Linked DNA regions of Drosophila melanogaster: region 1 is linked to region 2. The links are chromatin contacts, called in public targeted proximity ligation maps. All regions are on one chromosome and are shown on one strand. The core of a region is the stretch at or near the end of the contact, and the rest is flanking DNA. Distances in the headings are between cores, read along the strand shown. Region 1 holds the start of fbl (fumble). Region 2 overlaps Mi-2 (Mi-2,).

Region 1 (7,010 bases), core at 2,422-4,921, 480 kb after region 2:
TGTGCTATTTGTACACAGACCAGATTCCGCCAATCTCGGCCGTCAAGTGCCTCAATCTGCTGGAGCTGGCCAATAGACTCTGCCTGCCGCGGCTGCTCAACCTGGTTGAATGCCGCGTTATTGAAGATCTCACTCTGATTTCTCAGAACGAAACCAATGAAACGGTGGATCACTGTCTAAAGCTGCTCGAGCCAGTGAAGGTACACATAGAGAGATCAGTTAAAAATGATATACCGAAATTCAATACTTTTCTTTTTTTTTCAGCTGCACAACGCACATCAATTGGCCGAGTGGTGCATGTCATACCTGTGCGTCAATTACAACCTTATTTGTAAGTTTTCACTCAAGGGCCTAAAGGCGCTACACCAGGATAATCAGGAGTACTTGCGCGAGCACCGATGGCCTCCAGTCTGGTATCTGAAAGACTATGATTACTATCAGCGATGCCTGAACGAGCTGAACAAGGAGCTTAAGCTAAAGACTTCGAGGCGGGAATCGCCTAGCGATGACGAGGGCTGTCTGTGCTTTACGGGCGGTAAGTGTTGCTACATTTACGGAACTATCTGCTCCACATCCCACCACACTTAACATCCCAGTCCAATACTCCAGTCGGAGGATCAGCTCAGGTTTTAGTTTCAGCTAGCTTTAGAGGACAATGTATGTATCATGACGGCGGTTTGTATTCGTAGCTAGGTGTCTCGTTATTGTTTTCCTTTCCTGTTGATTTCCTTGCTCATTTACAACGACAACGCCATCATCATAATATTAATGTCCGAAATTTGGTCAAAGTATTCTCTTGCTGGCTGTTAGGTAAATCGAAGCGAAGCGCTGATGTGAGTGGAACCACGGATAACAGCAACGCAGATAATCAGATCTTCAACAGCGCCGGCAACTCGCTCAACCACATTGATCTGGAGGCGGACATGGACCTGAATCTCTGACACCCAGCCCTAGGGCAAGGAAGGTGTGTTGATATTAATGTCAAAGTAAGGATTCTTCGATATTTATGATTTACTTCGATACTTTGATTCCAGATCACTGCGCTTCATTGTGATCCTGCCGGTCCTGATCTGTTTTATCTGTACGATTTTAAGTATTTTGATACTTTTCCAAATCCATACATAACAAACCTCAAGGGCACGATTTAGAGTGGTCGGGGAGATAAGGGTTGGAAATGGAGGGGGCGTGGCGCGTCTGCTTTTGACATTACGCAATATATAGAGCGCAAATTTGCCTTAGTGATTAACGATTAATAAGTCCAACGTAGCTCGACCCAGAACAAGGGAGCATACTGCAGAGTGCTTCGGATTTCTTATATTTATACGCCTATATAAAACGCAAAGCATAGACGAGTATGTATGCACATGCACCTCGGCGCTGCGAAGCATTTCGCTGTATTGCCTTACGATATATCGGTGTACACTCAACTTGTTCTGCACGATCCCTCCCATGGAATGTGGACAGCCGAAGGACGCAGACATGTGTATATCCATATATTTGTACCTTTACCTAAGACATGTATGTATGTATATTTTTGAATTCCTACTTACGGAAACATTTGTCTAGCCATAGCTCTAAGCAATTCTCTACGATAAGGACGCATTTTGTACAGAATGATAGAATAAAAAAGCAATTACGAACAAATCTCACGTTTCTTCCTTGTAATAAAAACGCATTTTACAATGTAATAAATTTAGAATTATAACAGTTCACATGCCATTTAAAAAAACACAACATTTATATCGCAGTTTTCACGGATTTTACACTGGATTGCGATACAGTACCATCCTCCACCTCAAGATCCTGCAGCATGGCAATCATCTCCTCGTCCGTAATCACAACCTCCGCCCTTAGGTTGTTATTAATATGTGGACTAAACGTAGCCGGCGCAGATTCTCCAGCCAGTTCACGCAATTCCTGCTCAAGTTGATCATCTTCCTGGCTCGCGTTCTCCACAACGCTATTGGACATTATGTCCTGAACTTCCCGATGCTGGTCGAGCGTGTCCCGCACATCGGCCAATACTTCGTCGACATTGTCGTACTTCAATCCAGAATTCGAGAGAACCTTCTTCAAGGTATTTGATCCGATCTTGTAGGCATCCAGAACAACGCCACTGTTCTGGGCCTCATCCACACTGGACAGAAGAGATTCGATGTTGTGCAGGGCAAGACTGCGACGTTCTAATTAGAGAATTTTCAAAGAACATTATTCACAAAAGCCAGATAAGGGGTGTCTACAATAAAGATTACCATGATTCTTTTCCAGGAGATGCCTTTTTCGTAGATAGGTTTTTGCCATTTGCCGTTTGTTCTCCTTCATGTACTGGCGCACTTTGTCATCGTTCACCTTGATCTCCTCCTCTAGGTCCTCCAACTGCTTGAGTAACTGAGCTTGGGTATTCTGAAGATTGTGGACGGCCTGGTCTTCTTGGCTTATATTAAGATCGTCGCCAGGTTTTTCTATAACAAAAATTATAGTTTAATAATACATACTAACTACTTGAGAACCTTTTAAACTTGCTTGGTATTTTGATCAAGTGAATTTGGCGTATGCCTTTTTCTACTTTAAATTCTAGGCCCAAGATTTGACGAACATTTAAGGCCAACAGGCAAGCGCATAGATCTTTGTCTGAGTAAGTGGGAACTCCGTGAGTCTTACAAAGCGTTTTCAAAGCATTAAAGTGCAGTAGTTTTCCAGTGTTTTCCGACAGGACTTTTTCGGCGATGAGATCGCAAGTGTTCTGGAAAGTTAATTATGTAGGATTCCTATAATCATTGGATGATATCACATACGTTTAAGGCATCTAGGTGAATCCATTCAATTAAAGCGGAGGCTTCCAGGTCCTCCGTCACCACGCTGTGCTTGATTTTCGACCAGCTCCATGAAAGGGGGCGCTTTACCAGGCTGTTGACGAGCCAACCACCCCAGGAATTGGCCGGATCGTACTCAAATTCACTGCGAGAGCGGATCTGCTTCCTCTGCTGCATCTCGGATATCACGGTGTCCAGGCAGGCGGGCAGTTGGTCACCCCTCATGAACAGCAGTTGCAGATCCCGCAGGCTGAAGATTGGTCGTCCGCTGAACTTTAGATATTTTGCAATTAAATCCATCCAGAAATTCATTTTTGCGTCGTAGCCCTCCGCATCCAGATGCCTCGATCGAAACATGGCGAACTGCACCTGCATTCTACCGTTGTCCTGCCAGCTTGCGGGAAAGCTGAAGTGGTCGGTTTCATTTACCCTGTCACCGCTTCCAAGGCCCATATTTAAAACAAGAATTTAATCCGGATCATAAAAATTGCGCGTCTTTTGTGATTGTGTGTTTATGTCGAATCAGCTAGTTTCTGGTGTTGCAAAATGATTGAATGTATACAAAGCTTGTAAACAAATTTTAAAAGGGGCCGTTAATTTAATGGAATGCTAATCAAATGAGATACTTTTTTTTAAGATTTTTACTTAAAGCTAATAGGTGCACATAAAATGTGTGGGAATACTCAATTTAAAATGTAAATTTCGAATCAAATTTTTAAAAATAAATTAAAGATCCAATTGCTAAATTAAAAATTTGTAATTTAATTTAGATACTGCTTGTATTGTATACAATTTAAGACAAATTCTACCGCTTACCAACACTGCGCTTTTCGATAAGCTGGATATCGATTAACTTTCTCCACATCGCAAATCAGCTGTTCCATCCAGGCTACTAGATTAAAAACTTCTGACGAAAATTTTGTTTTGAAGCTTTTGTTGAGTGTGCGTGGAACTCGCCTTGGCACTGGAGCGTACAGCACCATTCCAGAGGACTCCGGGAATGCACGGAACACGTAGCTAACTTGGCCGCCCCAGGATTCCGCAGCATCAATGAGCAGAGCAGCACATCCCAGCCCCTGAGACACGTTCTTGGCCACGAATTCCCGCCTAGATCTCCTCGCTGCCCCTGAAAGGCCCCCGATTGCAACATCTGTCGGATCATCTTGAAGTGCGTGCGATTCTCCGGATAGTCCATTGTTCTGCGGTGAACTGACTCCGTTCAATTGAGTCTTGCAATTCATCATGACGGAGGACGAACAGATTAACCTGCGCAATCAGTTGGCGAGGGGTAAGTGGTGCTTTCGCAAGATTATGGAAGCTTGCATCTGCGTCTGGCAAATACCAAAAGCAATACAGAAGGAGTTTTAATTCACTATAAGTTGTTAGGAACATATAGATTTGAGAAGGAATTGGGGAGTTCATATAAGTTCAAAAAGAGATAAGGTATTTAAACACGAACTAAGTTCTCAGAAGACTATCTCTGATTTATACAAAAATATATCTAACAATTCAATTGTTCGACTTGATAAATATGGTTGATTGTTTATAAACTTTCTAAACCTATTTTTAGTGGGCAGCTTTGCGGTTGCGAGATAAACACAAACAGTGATTAGAAAGTAATCACATGATGACTGAGAGCATAAACTCGAATTTAGATTTAGCGATGTTAATTTAGCGGGATAAATTTCTAATAACTGTTGGCCTAATTTAGGTTTTTCATTTTAAAATTATTTCTGTTATATAGTAAACAAATATTCCAAGCAATGTGTGCTTTTAAATTCTTTCATACGTTTATTATTGCGAGCAAGGTTGAGGGTTTATTGACTTGGTTTAATTCTGTAGCTTGACCACTTTTTTAGTGGCGCGAACTGCCTGCTAAGCAAAAGCATGCATATGTGATAATATTTTCTGGTCTGTCACAGATATGACTAACGTCACAATGACTGCCAGCTATTTACACAAAACCAGTGCATCGAAATACCCTACTCGTATCGCTGCCAGATTTCATGCTCTGTGGGTACACAACACCATGAATGATAAGATTAACTTATAACTCGCGAAACACATTTGTCCATTTAAGCTATAATCGAAATCAGTGTCTGCACTTGCGGAATGGCTAGTAGTTTTCCCCAAAGGCTAGTGTATGAATGATTGCCATCTCGGCTCTCTTCGGACCACAGCTTTTTCGGGCGGGTTCTCCGCTTGGAATTTGAACCATTTGGGACCGCGTTATCAGGGCTCTTCACACTCTTATCACGCCTGCTGCGCCTGCAGAGAGAGTGTTGTGCCACAAGGCACAGGTTCGGTCATGAATGGCCAGATGATTGACTATGCATTGGCTGGGAATTTTACCAAGTTACCCACGGGCCAGTCGCCGAGGCAAATGCAAAAGCGGACGGACGTAATGGCGATCCACAGACGTCGTAGGGTTCACAGTGGGTCGACGCTGCTCTGGCAGTGTTTTAAATGTGTTTTCGTAATGATTAAGTTCGGTTCGGCTCGCTCATTAATGCGGTGAGGCTATATATGTATGGGTGTCTCCCCCTCCACGGTCATATACCCACTACACATGGCGCTCAGTTCGTTTGGAGCTGCTTATACATATGCGAAAGCCGCAGCGCGTCCGCCGCTGCTGCTGTTGCTGTCGCGGCTTCGGGCAGTAAAATTTCATTCAAACGCGTTTCACGTCTGTTTTCGAACGGTCAACAACGGATGGGATCGGATCGCATCGCATCGCGCGATCACCAGTTGTCGCCATCGCCATTTAGAAACCTATGAATTGAGCAAACAAACATCTTTCGCGGCTTTCGTGGCCAATGGTCCAAATCCAACAAGCTTCAATCCACTCCACACTCCACAATCCAACTTGCCTGTGATAAGTGCCCGCCTCTGAACTTGTAAATCCGTTGTGTGTCAGCGAAACGCTAAGCTGTAAAATAATCAAGCAAATAAAATGAAAGTCCCCACGCGCAACTCGAAATACTCATTCAATTTGAAAATATTCAAGTTGCATAACGATAAGAAACCGACCAGCCCCAGTCCGCCAACCTCACCTGTGATCTCAGCGAAACGAAACTCATGGCGCGCTTCGTGGCGCTCAGCTCTGGGTTCCAAGAGCAAGTCCATCGCCATGGCCTCGGATAGCAGCTCAGATCCCATCGATTTGGAGGCGGAACCAGTGTTTTTCGAGCACAGCAGGTGCAACAGCTACTGCTCCTCGTCCTCCGCCTTCACCGAACTACCGCATCCCGCCATCCAAATTCCCCAAGGCGATGAGCTTATGTGTAAGTTGGCGGATAATATGTGTTCAGGTTTTGGGATATCTGATTGGCCAAATCCAGTCTCCTTCGTAAAAATCGTGCTAAATCGTGCTTAAATACGCTTTTAATTCGCCTGATTTGAGGAATAAGATGGATTGAAATGCGTCGCATGATATAAGTAAATTCACTAAAACCCTAAAAAACCCTTAATATGATTTTATTTAATATGATTTTAAGGCCACAATTAATCCCATAGTCAGTGGCCATCGGTATCGTCCAATGAACCCACAGCTAGTTATTTAGTATTTAGTATTGTAGGGAATAATATTTTAACATTTGCCTAAAAATGAAGTACTTGGCGAGAAGATAAAAACCGCCGGCCTCTTGACTCCATCCAGTTTATAGTTAAGATTGTTAAATTCTGAGTAATGCATTCTGAAATAGACCTACACGTTAAACAACTGATTAGATAAACGTCCTGGGGGATCTCGCGATTTGCGGATCGACAAGTGAAGATCGGACAAATTCGGTTGAAGTGTACACCTGTATTATAAAAAAAATTGCTTGAGCCCGCCAAACGGTCAATTCCCTGGTCAATTCGAGCAATACCAGCGCCCGATAAGCTGCGTGCCGTGCCCGGAGGGCAGATAAGAAAGGTGTGTTTACCCGAGCGCGGCGCACATGCGTTCAGTTCGAGTCGATTGCTCATTTCGCTAGTGTTCAGCTGTTTACGGCTAATATATTATCCGGCAGCCAGTCAGTCAGTCAGTTGGAGCCATCGACGTGTCGCACTTGCCTGTGGCGCCCGAGTGAAATGTTTCCGGTTTAGGCAAACCAACGTAGTATACAGGCGCACTGTGCTCGTAATGAACCCATAGCCATATACTGCCCGAAACGAAACCCAACGCAACGAATCGAATTGAAAGCGCCGTAGTTC
Region 2 (7,284 bases), core at 837-3,336:
GAGAATAAGCAGTATAAGGCATATATAAAACAATTCGTACATTGAACTTGTAGCCCGTCCAAATTCCCGATTCAAAATGACAAATACAAAAAGGAGCTGCTAACCAGCTAAAGAACCGATATTGTTCGTTCAACGACCGATCATTGCATAATTCTGATTTGCTTTTTACAGCTGAAAAGTGAAACGGAAATGCGTAAAGCTCGCAATACTGCTGATATAGTATTTGAAGGGTTACGAGCGATTCGGATCGGAAAAACATTGACCGTGAATTGACATAAATTGAAATTTCAACATACGCCCGACACTGAGCTCCGCGATTAGATTAGGTACTTTGCTTGTATATAAACAGCTTATTTACGTGACAACCTTATCTGGGAAGACAAAAAAAAAAAGCATAAAAAAGCGAACACAGCAAATCGATGGATAAAGAAAGCTTTTAGCCAGCTGTTTGCAGTCTAGAAAATCGGATTCAAACAAAACGAGAAACCAAACCACTTTGAAGTGTGTTTTCTACGAAGCCTGTATTAATAAGCCTGCTGCCTCTCCCGTAGAATCTGGTTTTTGAAACCGATCAGCCAGCCAGCCAAACAACAGCCACGAAAACAAATGAACCCGACAATAAAAACCAATTTAAATTTAATCAGAAAAACACATGAAGAGGGGGTTACGAAAACAAAACTACCGTCACACGTTTTCATTGGGTTTTTACGCTGCCGGTGGCGGCAACACGTTTTCAGTTAATATTAGAATTAGTCTAGGGTTTTATCAACAATGCAAAAATGGGTACTCAATGATGGATAATGCATATAGGTCAAATAAATCTCATAACGGACGTGGGCTTACTGATTGAAAGTGAACTAGATTTTCCAAATGGATGCAAAAATGAAAATAAAACAATAAAAACCCAAATATTGGTTGGAATTACATTTAATATTGATATTCAAATATTCAACATTTAATTCCAATATAACTTTGTACACGATTGCTCAACCTTAACGTTTGGTCAAGTAAAAAGCCAGAATAAATCTGTGGCCTACAAAAATCCCCTAAAATTCCGCCCGTTGCTAACTGGTCTTCGTTAATCGCTTGTCTCAATTCAATTTAAATAATAATTAAGCCTCTTTGATTTTCAAGAAAAGACGAAATATAAATAAATAAATAAAGCACTTTGGAAGTGGCGCAGCGGAGACAACCAAGCTTAAATAAATTTCGAATAAAAGTTTTTATATGTGATTTCGTAACGCAAAGTCGTCGTCGTCGGCTGGTAACCAGTGCGATATCTTCAGCACAAATACATATGCATGCTAATCAACGGAAAGCAAAAAGCACCAACAACAAACAACACCCAAAAGGCCCGAAGAAACACTGGAAAACCCGATACGAAACATGGCCAACTCAAGTGGCCAAGTAATGGAGTAGAGTGTAGAGTGAGTAGAGTGGAATGGAATGGTGTTGGGTGGATTGGGATGGTATGGTATGGTATGGGGTGGGGTGTGTTGATGGTGTTTCGACTAGAAGGCTTCGGCATTCGAAAAAAGAAACACAACCAGACCAGAGTTTCGGACTTGGATTCCGATTCGGATTCGATACGATACGATCCATTCCGACCCGCGAAGATTGAGCGGCAGCAACGATGGACGGTTTGGCTGGCTTCGTTTGCTTCGAAAACTTGTCTTCCCAGATTCAGTTCGGATTTCTTCTTCTTATCGGAGCAGCAGCAAGACGCGACTGACAACAACACCGAAACACACACGAAGCGCGAAAGGAGGGGAGGCAGCCAGTAAGCCGAATTTGGTAATACACTTGGCGTCATCTACCACACAAAATGATCAAAATTCGGATTGAATACCTATTTGAAGAAGCACTAGGTTGTAATAATTGAAATATCAAAACGGTATGGTATATCATATCATCATATCAAAATTGAGCTTTAAAAACATGAATACCCCATTTCAGGGTATTCATGAAAAAAGAAACAGCGGTAAGCAACAGTGTTGGCAATTTGGAACTGGACTACAAACGGACTTGAAAGAAACCAAATAACAACAACCACACCAACAATAACAATAACAACCACCAACGGAGCGAGTCGCGATTGCCGACTGGTATTTCCCTCTCTGGGTTGTTATGAATCTGTTGTATTTGCTGCTGTTGTTGCTGTTGGTGTTGCTTTTGTAGCCGCTGTCTTTCATTATAAAAAATGAATATACATTTCGTATATAGTATATGCGTGCACACATGTATGCAGCACACACGGACGGACAAACTTTTCAACGTATGTATGTTTCTGAGGCTATATCTTTAAAATTACTGAAGGTCAGTCAAATTGAGCGTACAATCAACTTTTTAATATTTCATTAAACCAATTTTACTGCTGCTTTATTGGTTGCTGTATTAGAGTTGTGATTAATTTATATCTTCGACCGCAAATTCATTAAAGTTGTGCGGTGCGGCAGGAACGTGTATCTTTAATCTTATAAATGACATGTAACATTTACAAGAATTTGCAGTGAACAGCTTTAATCACTCGTGAAATGCAAATGCATCTAATATATTGCTACACAAATCTGATCAATTATCACTTGCTGTATTGCTTTCGCTTCCTTTCTCTCTTTCCACTTAATTAGTAGGTTGCTAATTGAACTTCCGCAGAACACTCCACTTCTATGACAGCCTATTGTGTGTTATTCCCACACAAGCATACATCAGAAGTAGCTTTTAAAACGCGTCAGCTCTGGCCATCACCTTGCCTTTTTCTATTTGCCGGAGTTTCCGGTCTCTGTTGCCATTTAAGTTGGCCAAAAAATAAGTCAAACCAGAGCAGTAGGCAATGAATGTTTCCCAAGAAGAGGAGTTTCTAAGTTATCGACCTGACCTTTGCATATAAGGTAATGACAAACAATTCAAAAGTTAGCCACAAGAAACGGTACTTTCAACCGGAAACCAGTTGTAAACAATGAAAACTATTTTATTCCGCCTTGTAATGATCATAATACGAGTACATATTTAAGAATTATTCATCTAGTTTTTCTGACTAATTCGGATATTATTCAACTTATGGTGAAAATTCTAGAACAAAATTTCAATTCGATTTTTTCAAAAATTTTTTTTTGCAAAAGCAGCACCTATCGCTTAAGCCTCGATTAATGTTGCGGTTGGGTTTCTTATCAAGTACGAGTTGTGTACGAACGAAACGAAAGAGCGAGTTGGAAAAGGAAAACAAAAGTAAAAAACGACAAATTCAGTACTCGAATTGCGCTTTTGTAGTAGAGTCGAGTGCACAAAACCCAAAACCCAACCCACAAACGAGCCATAAAAAACCTCGCGCGGTATGCATGTGAAAAATAAAAGATACGAAAAATTATATAAACATTATAGGCGAGCGTGGTATGACTAAACCGACCGCAACTACAACAACTACCTATACGTACATATAACTACCGCCGCAGAGCGAGAGCAATAACAACAACAACAACAACAACTATAGCAATATGTAACCAGTCGGGTGGCAACAACTACACAACTGCAGCAGCAACAACACAACAACACAACAACAACAACTACAACTACTACTACCAACTACAACCATAACAACGAAAACGAGGGCTTGCTGTCAACTACTTTTATTTCTGTCTCTTGGGTTGGTGGTAATTTTAATGTCGGTTTTTTGGATTTTATTTGCTGGTTTCTCAGCTATAAGAAACTATGCCAAAGTTAACTACGGATTACAATAATAATCACAAATGTTCAGGTGCGGTCAGCAAATTACCTCTAATGTTCTATACTGTGTGTTCAAAAGGCTTATTAACTGCTTATTTGTATATAAGAGTGTAAATCCGCTATAATTAACACACAAATGAAAACTAATCAGTTGCTATGTTAATAGGTAGCTACCTACACATTTCGATAAACCAAATTTTAAAATAATTAAAAAATTGTTGGGTATAGATATTTCTTTCTATGACCTATACTAAGTTATTTTTGTTTGCATGTGGGTGTAGATGTTTACTTATATTTTCATGCCACAGCATCCCTATGATTCATATTTTTAGGGTTTCTCTAATTAGTCATAACACCTCTGGTATTTGTATTCCTTTTGCGGATAAAAACTTAAAAACGCCACAATTTTAAATCGTGAATCACACATTGAATACTTTAAAGGATTTAAAAAAAAAAAAAAAAAAAAAAACATGGATATTAAGTACATTTTCTCTATCTAGAGTTGAGTTTCGGTTCGCTCTTTTACGACCGAGTACGCATCGACACAGAAATGTTTTGAAATTCTGTGCTAAAATCGTGACCTCCACTGTAAACAGTGGGCGCTGGCAATGTCGTTGGCAACAATTATGCACCTTGTTGGCAATGCCGAGCTTACAAGCTGTCGCATTGGCTTAGCGAGCGACTAATTGGCTAATTAGACAATAGTGAAGCGCAAAGAGAGCCGATTAAAATGATGATTTCGATTACATTCGCTAATGCGCTAAAACAGCAGGAACGACACAAATTTGCTGACACAATTACGCATGTTTTGGCAAATGGCACACATAGATTCGCGTGCCATTGTTTTATTTGTTTGTCTGTTTACACACCCAGAAAACATACATAAACCTATATTCGGTGACAATCGAGCACAAATTTGGTTTTGCTGTGGGCCGCAAACGGAGCCCGATAACAATTACAAAACTATTGAACCAATTAAGTTAAGGCTATTAAAAACAGCAAAAACAATTCTGCTTGTTTTTTTTTTTCAGAAACACAACAAGAATAAGAGGAAAATAGAGAGCGCAAGAGAGAAGCAGAAACGGAAACCACAATGGCGTCCGATGGCAAGCGAATTTTACGACGAAACGAAACGAAACAGCATTTGCCATATGACCATTTATGTTTCGGCATTTTCGCTGCGTAAACATTTCCATATGCAAATATTAATGACCTTCACTTTCACCTCATATGCTAAAAAAGCATTTAATTGCAGAGGGACTACAGGTATGCAAGGTGATCTGTGATCACAATCATTAACACATTGCCTATTTGCTACATACAAATATGCCCATCTGTAATTGAGCTTAGATAAACACATTTAAATTGGGCCAGTCAAAAACAAACAATTTTCGAAGAATGTCCAGAGATTTCATTTAAAATGTAACTGGAATGGTAACAATCGATTAATTTTCAATAGTTTGACAACCCTAAAACCATCTCTAATACACTCCCACACACGCGAAACGGAAAGATAGATAAAATTGATCAGTACAACAGGTGATAAGCTTCGATTAATTTTCACATTCCCATAATACTACATTGAATGCTTTAAAAATAAATGAACCCGTACACAATCCGGTACATGTGTATACGTTTGCGGTGGCGGTGACTTCCAAAAAAGAAAAAACGGCAACAAATGTACCATATCAATTGCTGCCTGAATTTTTGTGACAGTGTGCGAGAGTAATGTGTGTGCATTGGCGTAGGAATAATCTGAAACAAATAGCGGCCTTCTCTCCCAGCGACAACAAGACAATTACTGTAAATAGGTGAAATAACAAGACAACCAGCAGTTGCACAAATATTAAAAAGGCACACAGACTGACAGACCAACCAAAGGTATTACGGTAATCAATGTCAAACGCTGCCGATTTTGTGAGTATTTATGTGTGCGTCTCTGTATTCACTCCAGCCGAAAACAACAACACCTTCGCTTCGGAAGAGCGACACACACGCTCATATCAAACCGCTTGGAAAGAGAGAAAGGCACATAGAGCGGACTCGAACGATGCGCGTCAAATGTCAAAATCAAGAAGAACAACAAAAACCATTATCGAAGCGACCTAGTGTTGTTCTACTTGAGAGAGCGTTTTTTGAATAAAAATGAACGTATTTGAAAGCTAAAATAATATTTACTTTTCCTATTTATGTTTCATAGTTTTGTGGACTTTAAGCGCAAGTAAACTTTTTCGAAATGCCAGCACACACATACCATTTACCAATTATACAAGCATATATATTTATAAAGATATGTATATGTATATACATGGCGGATATAAAAAAGCACCACTTGTTGTTGACTTGATTGAATGCAGTGCGTGCGAGCGGGATGGCAAGTTGTGTTTCGCCAAAGCAAGGTAAGATCGTCACCAATACACCAGTAACTGCAGCTCACATACACACACAGTATACTTTCACTTCTTGTATTGAATTTTTGATTTTATTTGTGCTGGCGCCATGTTGTTGTTGTTAGACATGGGGTTTTAAGCAGATTTATGCAGTCGGCAACAGCGAAGCTTTTGATAAAAAAATGACAAGAATGCTCAGATTAACAACGAAAAAATCAAATTATTTGGATCTTTTGAAGATACAAAGTTGCGGTAATGAATGTCATTATTATTAATACATTTGATCGATATGTGCTTTAATTGCATGAAACATTGAAACGGTGTCAAATGCCATTGCGTATTTCTTGCTGTGTACGTAGGAAAAATGCATACGTCATTGCCGAAACCTTCTTATCCCTCTCACACCCTTTTATTGTTGCATTACTGCATAAATAGTGGCACTCATACATGTGCATCGTTTTAGCCTTTTGTAATTTATGCGATGTCGCATTACTCTTGATTGTTTACTTGTGGTAGAGTAATCGGAAATCGGATGGCAATGTTAAAGTAAACAATTTTAAAGACAGCATAGCGCAGCAAATCATAAAAATTATCACAGAACCGGCAAATGGTGAAATTAGGAAGAAGAAAAATGGGGAAGAACCAACGTTGGCTGACGTCACAAACGTGAGGGAAAAGACAGAGCGAATTAAGCATCCTCCTATCGATGTATCGAAGGATAACGGCAGCGAATCCAATTAGAATGAGCACCGAAGGACGGGGAGGGGAACGTGTTAAAATTAGACATTGAATTCTACTCCCACGCTATTTCTCTAGGATAACTTCCTCACGCACGCACACCGTATACATATACATACACACGCCCACAGTGCAACAGCGTCGAACGGAGAAGCAGAAGAGAGGCGAATGAGGGCAGGGACAGAAGAGAGAAGAGGCCTGTAGACAGAAGAGGAACAGCTGCGAACGAATTAACATAAATTGTATGCAAAATTGGGGTGGCTATGGATACTGCTGCTTTTTGTTACACAGCGGCGGCATATTGTTTATCAGTTTTCCTATGAACTACTACTACATTCCAGCAATTTCCTCGCGAGACGGGCACCTTCCCATCCCATCCCTTGGCATCGTCTCTTTTCCACACTCTACTTTTCTCCTTCTTCATCTTACTTGTGTG

Evidence for each region.
Region 1: a targeted proximity ligation map of the Kc167 cell line shows a contact between it and region 2, with 6 times the contacts expected there. A contact is called at or near these places in 11 of 107 Hi-C or Micro-C datasets (the Kc167 cell line, the ML-DmBG3-c2 cell line, the PNm cell line and 5 more) and 2 of 7 datasets of targeted methods (both in the Kc167 cell line).

What each region holds. Positions count from the first base shown.
Region 1 is chr3L:20,380,758-20,387,767 of dm6, forward strand. fbl (fumble) reads left to right here and starts at 3,672. Exons shown (of 7, transcript NM_133434.4): 1 at 3,672-4,101. The coding sequence starts at 4,056. CG5498 reads right to left here and starts at 3,352. Exons shown (of 4, transcript NM_168850.3): 1 at 2,796-3,352; 2 at 2,524-2,743; 3 at 2,253-2,462; 4 at 1,648-2,183. The coding sequence starts at 3,266. The coding sequence ends at 1,738. RhoBTB (Rho-related BTB domain containing) reads left to right here. Exons shown (of 13, transcript NM_140959.2): 10 at 1-200; 11 at 265-535; 12 at 790-964; 13 at 1,035-1,641. The coding sequence ends at 941.
Region 2 is chr3L:19,901,430-19,908,713 of dm6, forward strand. All of the region lies in intron 1 of Mi-2 (Mi-2,), which reads right to left. The region is part of intron 1 of Su(Tpl) (Suppressor of Triplolethal); the gene reads right to left. Among named protein-coding and RNA genes, the nearest start is that of Su(Tpl), 4.3 kb to the right of the region's middle.